Regions from separate parts of the Drosophila melanogaster genome. Here region 2 is linked to region 1. The links are chromatin contacts, called in public Hi-C maps. All regions are on one chromosome and are shown on one strand. The core of a region is the stretch at or near the end of the contact, and the rest is flanking DNA. Distances in the headings are between cores, read along the strand shown. Region 1 holds the start of CG9166. Region 2 holds the start of Elp5 (Elongator complex protein 5).

Region 1 (3,294 bases), core at 422-2,921:
AATCCCAATTCAAGTGAGTGGAAGCGCTGAAAGAGGCACAGAGGAACAGAGGAGGAGGAGTAGCAGCTGAAGACAGTTCGCCGGAACTGGCTATAAAGAACGAGTGGAGGTGGAGGAGGAGAGAAGAAGGGGCAAGGAGAGGATTCCGACTCCAATTCCGACAGGCAACCAGAAGCAGCCCAAAGCGAGACTCAAAAAACCAGACGCATGCCCTTTGTGCCCCTGTGTGCGTGAGCCTCTCTCTCCTGCTCAACGCGAGCGGGTGTGTGTGTGTGTGCGCGCGTTAGAGGAGTTCTTCAGTGGAGAGCACTGTCACCCCTCCACGAATTGTATTTTGTTTTTGGGGGACGGCAATCACAAACACAACGAGCTTCCCAGAAATCGCCTCCAATTTGATTTGGCCAAACGAGAATTCGCGGAATAGCTCAAGCGCTCTATTGATAGTCAAAGGAAAGCGTTTTTGGGGAAAGGTATGGCAGAATAACAAGCATAAATATGCCAAATACAGGCCAATACACACGCACGAACTCACACACACACGCGTTCGATGGAGAATGCAAAGTAAAGTGCAGCAGGTGTGCGTGTATGTGTGTTGGTGCTATTCTGTTTGTACATTCTTTTCCATGGGTTTTTGTTTTTGGCCAAAGCCTGGCTGTTAAAGCAACAACTGCAACAACAACAGCACTGACACACAATACACACGCACACACGTAAAGCTCGCCGCTGCACTGGTGTTGGTGGTGGAGGCATCTGCAGAAGCCTTTTGCGCACTCATCACATTTTCGTGGAAATCGGAGCGCCAAGGAGCTGTGGAAAGGTGTATACTCCGCATCCGTTGCGAATCCTTGGCGAATCGAACTGTGCCACAATCATTCGTCCAGTTTGTAACCAGTTTTCAGTGCAGTCGCAGTTGTTGTTGCCAATTACCTTGTAGAAGCGATGCCATTGCGGCCCCTTGTCCTTGTACTCCGCCTCGATTTGCAGACGGGCAGCGGCCGCCGACCCACTCCCACTCGTTTTCTGCTCGCTCATTGTGCACACTTTGCTGCGATTTGTTCCGATTTAATAACTTTTAATTTGGTTATCAGGCGGCTGGTTAATTTCAGAGGAGAACTAGAGCTGGACAACTCACGACAGTGTCGATGTATCGAATATTTGAGCTTGCGAAATACTATCGGTATTTGCAGTGCGATACCGAGTGATAGTTCGATTGTACATCACTATATTGATCGCATTACATATTATATTCTCTTATGGTGATTCCTATTTACAAATGCAAGCCAAACACAATATATTGTATCTGCGACATTATTATTCTGAAATATTAGTTACGTCTATCGATATTTTCACCATCAAATAATGTGACCAGGCGCTGTAGAGCAATAGAACACATACTGAAACTAAAGTGCTTGCGCAGAAATTAGAACTTTACTGAAACATAATATAACATTCGGGATAAGTTTTCTATAATTTATATAAAATTAAATACTTAACTAAAGACATAACAATATAAAAACAATTGAAATAAAATATTTTAAATAAAAATAAAATAAAAAAAATAAAATAAAATATTTTAAAAGTAAAATAGAAAAATTCTGATAAGAAAATTGGGTTCAAATACTTTAAAATACCGATATTACAATCGCTCATCGTTGACCAGTGTTATCGAGTAATACCAAAAGTATCGAATCAACAACTGTTACCCAATTTATTAATAACAACAGAAAGAAGCCAAAGCAAAATGCTGACCCGCGTGTTCCGCCTAGTGCACGACAGGCGCCTGAGTGTGCCTGTCCTGCGTTGCTTCCACCACGAGTTCTCCAAGCCGCCACAACAGGCAGCGAAGGGCCAGGAAATCGAAGGCAATCCCGAAAAGACTTTGGTTGCCGGCGTGCAAGACAAGTACAAAATATTCCGCGATGAGGAAGCCACGGAGATTTTTGATGTGGAAGAGGCACGCCACCAGGAGCAGCAACTTCCAGAGCCGGACCTGGAGCTGGATCACTATTACGGCCTCAATTTAAAGCGTAGGTTGGCAATCGTCCAGGGAGAGCAGAAATTTAAGCCTTTGTTTCCCTTTGCAGGAGGTGTTCGCGGAGTGTTCGACGTTGAGGACTTGGTGGAGCTGCTCCGCAAGGAGAATGTGGACGACATATTCGTCTGCTACGTGCCGGAGAACCTGAAGTACGTTGACCACCTGGTGGTTTGCAGTGGTCGCAGTTACCGACACATGCTGTCCACCGCGGAGTTCGTGCGCCGAATGTTCAAGATCAAGCGGGGCAAGGGTGACATATTGCCGCGCATCGAGGGCGATAAGAGCCGGGATTGGATGGCCATGGACTTGGGTGGGTATTGAAATAAATGCATATTCCGGTTTCTCCGCTCTAACACGTTCCGTTTCCTTTTAGGCAACATTGCCCTGCACATATTTTCACCGAGTGCTCGCGAGGAATACGATCTGGAGTCGCTGTGGGCCATTGGCTCCGAATTCGACCGCGAAAGCCAAAAACCCACCAATCCCTATGGCGATATTTTCATGGCTCAAACACCCCTTTCTTTCGTAGACAAATCGAAACTAAAGACGTAAAATAATACATTTCACTATTAATAAAAAAAAACTCTTTAGAGCTGCGTACGTGCGAGATCACTTGCAGTGTGATTTGGAAAAACAATAAGGTATGAATAAATATTTCGTGTCAGACTTGTTATTCTCGTGTCACGGCCAAAATAACTATGCGATCGCCCATCTCTAGTTTCTTACTGGGTGCATTCGCTCAGGCAGCCATCTTTAAAATAACTGTAATTTTTATTAACATCGAGCTCTAATAGGGCAATAATAGCCATAATCCGTCAGAATATGACAGCAGTATTTCCAAACAGGAGCTAAATTCTTTTGTAGATGGCCAAGCGACGCTAGCGCCACCTATTTCTGAAAATCTGATAATAACAAGTGCGCACTAAAGTATACTGCAAAAAATGAAAATAACTCTTCTTTTCAGAGAATAAAGGCAGATTCCCTTATATCTATGAAATGTCACAATCAAATTGTTATATATTTGATATGTGATGTATTTTAATTTGTCTTTATCGAATATTGTCGGTATATCTGGTTGTAGCAACGCGTCGGAACATTTTCTCCATTCAACTGGAAGATGCAACAATAGACAGTTAATCCTGTAATTTAGGGTTTTAATAACTTTAAGAAGCCGTACAGTTTGATAGATAACAAATTGTAATAAAAACGCAAAATAATATATTATGAACCAGAAAGCATTCCAATGATTTTATACTTCA
Region 2 (3,294 bases), core at 252-2,751, 910 kb after region 1:
GCACGACACCCCGTTAATACAACCGAACACTTCGGCGTGCAATGCGCAACTGAATTTAAAGTTTTCCAGCCGCCGCCCGGCGATGGTTAGGAAAAGCTTTTTCCGCTCGCAAATCTCTCGCATGCGACATCGCACACACATATTGCTCATTTCGGTGTGGATAATTGTTTGGTTCTCGATGCGGATAGGATTCCAGTGGGGTTGGGTTTGCTTTTGACTTTGCCTTTGGCTTTGGGTGCCAACGAATGCTGGTTAGTATGCCGGACCAGGTCGATCGCTTCTGGTTGGGAAGGGGGTGCATTGATGATTATTTGCATTTCGCATTCCTCGGATCTATTCAAACCATTGTCACTGCGCGGCATTTCAATTGCGACTTTGACTTTGATGTTCTGTGCATAGTAATGGGATGGTGCAGTGGAACTGCTTCAATTGGAACTACTTTTTGCCAGAAGGAGTGGAATCCAAAACGTAAAAGGGTTTACAAAAAGTTTTTGGGTAAAATTTGTTAGTAACAACTATTTCAATATTGTTCTTAGTTTCGAAAGTACATCTACAGTAAAGTGAAACCTTTAAGGACAACAAGTAGCTTTCCCTCTTAAAGAGCTTAAGTTCATGCTGTGCAATAATGACTGTATGTGCACTTCAACTCACCCAGTGAGAACAACATGGCGTATACTTGATTGATGCTTCACTCTGCTCAGATAATGCCTGTTTCAATACCGCCTGCTCTTATCTTTAGCAGCAATTAGTGACTTTAAAGCGATGACGATGGGTTTTTCGCGATTACTTCTGATTTTCGTGGCTACTGCCACGCACTTTACTCTACTTGTTGAACAAACTGCTTAAAATGCAGGAAGCTGGGCCTTCCATATGGAGGAAAAGCCGTGGAAATTCTGCACAGGCTGCGTGGGCGTGAAAGCCCTAAAGCCCCGCCCACTCTGCCGCACTTGGCCATTTCATTTGGCATTTCCACGAGCTTTTCGTTGGAAGCTCAGAACTGTAAACGCCGAAGCACACATGCAAACAAACTTTCGGGCTCACACCACTGTAGAAAAACCACTTGTTGGATATTATATTAATGGAAAGCCACAACCAAATTATAACTGTTTGTAAACTACATTTAAAGACGTAGTTGAAATAGAAACAGGTAAACTTACAGATTTGAAATGAATCAGTAATCCAATAATGTGTTTTGTTTGGAATATTTCCAAAATGTCTTCAACGGAAGAGGCAAGAACACAAACAGAAACGGCACAAACACAAAGAGATAATTTGGCAGCATAAGAGAGCGGAATGCTGTGCGAATTTACTACGTCAGCATTATTATTAACAAGTTAAACTTAAAGCGGCACATTCATTGATACTTAATTTAGTACAGCAAGTCAAGGACACGGTCAAACTTTCACTATCAAAGGGTTTTAAACTGTAACTCGATCTGTTAACCGCTTCGATTTTCTGTTTACTCATTTGGAAAAAAGCGGGACAACCAGGGATGCGAGAATCATACTGTAGCTGCGTGTGCTGAAAAAATAGTGTGCATTTAATATACGTTCACATGATGATAGAAAGTACTGACTGTGTGAGTTTTAATTTTAAAAATTTACAAACTTTATATTCATATTTAACTAGAGCTTGGAAAACATTTACTTCGAGACCCTGGATTCCCTTATGCCGCCAGTGTGGCCCATTGAGCACGACTGAAACACGCTAACGCCTTTAGCTCGGCAGCACTGGCAGCTCCAACAAAAAGCTTCAATTTAAAATAATATTTAGGTAGTCCCACAATAAATGCTAACAAAATGCTCTCCAACCTGGTGGTGACCAAGCAGAAAGTGGTCCTCGTAATAGGTGAGTACACACTGACTACCCCATCGTCTGCCAAATAATGCGACCACCAATCTCCCGCCTCATCCACAGATGAGCTAAATCGGGAGCGCATTGCCCCCAAGTTCATCGGCAGTCTGCTGCACGAGCAGGGACAGGGGGCGGATACCATCAAGGCCCTGCCCACCGGCGTCAGCCTTAAGCACGTGGCCACCTTCGAGGCACTGATCGACAAGTACGCCAACAACAACACTGGGAGTACTACGGATTCCAACTCCACTGGCTTTAACGTCATCCTGCCAACATTGGCAGACCTGCTGTGCTACCAGACGCCTGCTTTCATATTTGGCTTCCTCAACCGCCTACGCCGCTCGGACAATGTGCGTCGGGTTTTCCTTTGGGCCTCCCCGCAGCACCTGCAGGATCCGCATGCCGACTACATCCTGGCTGGCTGCGAGTACCTGGCCGAGCTGGTCCTCCGACTGGAATCGGACAAACTACTCTCGCTGATATCACGCAAGCCGGGCGGAGGGGTGTCCAACAGGCGCTACTCCTGCGAAGTCAGCAAAACCCAGTTCAAGGTGACGCCGCTGGACGGAGGACTGCCTGCAGGTGCCTCCCCCAAGCAGCCCTCGCCCGAGGCGGAGCAGACCACAGAGCCGGCCAGCAGCACCTTCAAAATCGAGCTTGACGAGGATGAAGTGTTGGCCCGCAATGCACTCACCCTGCCATACGAACGGTGAGTGGTAACCATTCTCTATGCGTTACATCTCCTTATTGATATGTTCGTATATATGATAGCACATCCGAGCCGTCTGAGGGAAACATAATATACACGCCCGATGCCGACGACGATTTCGACGAGGAGGATCCGGACGAGGATCTGTGCATCTAGGCTGCCCGCCAGCAGCGAACGGCAGTACAAATAGCCTTGGCTTTAAGTCTCCTTAAGTCTAACCTACTAAAACCATAAAATACCTGGAATTCCGGCCCCAAAGTTCCGCCTAGGGGTGTGTTCAACCTCGCCAGAGGAGCAGAATGAATCTTTGAACGACCACTTAGTACACGTAGAATTGCTCATTTATTTTGGATAACTTGATATGTGAATCAAAAAATCGAAGAAACTTGTGAATACATACAACTGATTCAATTGCTATCTGGTGGTGCCCTAGCTTATGACTTAGTTAAGGAATTTCATCTAGCTAACCTTATGTACAGTTAACTCTCGATTACCTCCACGATATTTGGCTGCAATGCGATCTTTTGGTGTCCAGTGCGTGGCGTATTTACAAGGCGTTCAACCTAACTAACTTAACTAGTTCCAAAGTGCTACTATGCTCTATTGATATGAAAATCAAATACAATTGGAGCGGCGGAGTTCCGCTTCCGGTCAAAATGGCGCTTAAAAGTTCACATTATCACAACAATCTATACGAAAACATCGAGAAGAAAAAGGAGCTATCAAAAAAT

The links. A called contact is a pair of places that touch in the nucleus more often than the background predicts.
Region 2: a Hi-C map of the Kc167 cell line shows a contact between it and region 1, with 2.1 times the contacts expected there. A contact is called at or near these places in 5 of 107 Hi-C or Micro-C datasets (the Kc167 cell line, the S2 cell line and ovary).

What each region holds. Positions count from the first base shown.
Region 1 is chr3L:1,349,445-1,352,738 of dm6, forward strand. CG9166 reads left to right here and starts at 1,672. Exons shown (of 3, transcript NM_138261.3): 1 at 1,672-2,027; 2 at 2,085-2,345; 3 at 2,409-3,294. The coding sequence starts at 1,742. The coding sequence ends at 2,587. The region is part of intron 3 of Ptp61F (Protein tyrosine phosphatase 61F); the gene reads right to left.
Region 2 is chr3L:2,255,955-2,259,248 of dm6, forward strand. Elp5 (Elongator complex protein 5) reads left to right here and starts at 1,502. Exons shown (of 4, transcript NM_001274393.1): 1 at 1,502-1,577; 2 at 1,630-1,848; 3 at 1,918-2,563; 4 at 2,626-2,968. The coding sequence starts at 1,800. The coding sequence ends at 2,719. CG1275 reads right to left here and starts at 1,469. Exons shown (of 4, transcript NM_206241.3): 1 at 1,158-1,469. oxt (peptide O-xylosyltransferase) reads right to left here. Exons shown (of 3, transcript NM_139448.4): 3 at 2,885-3,294.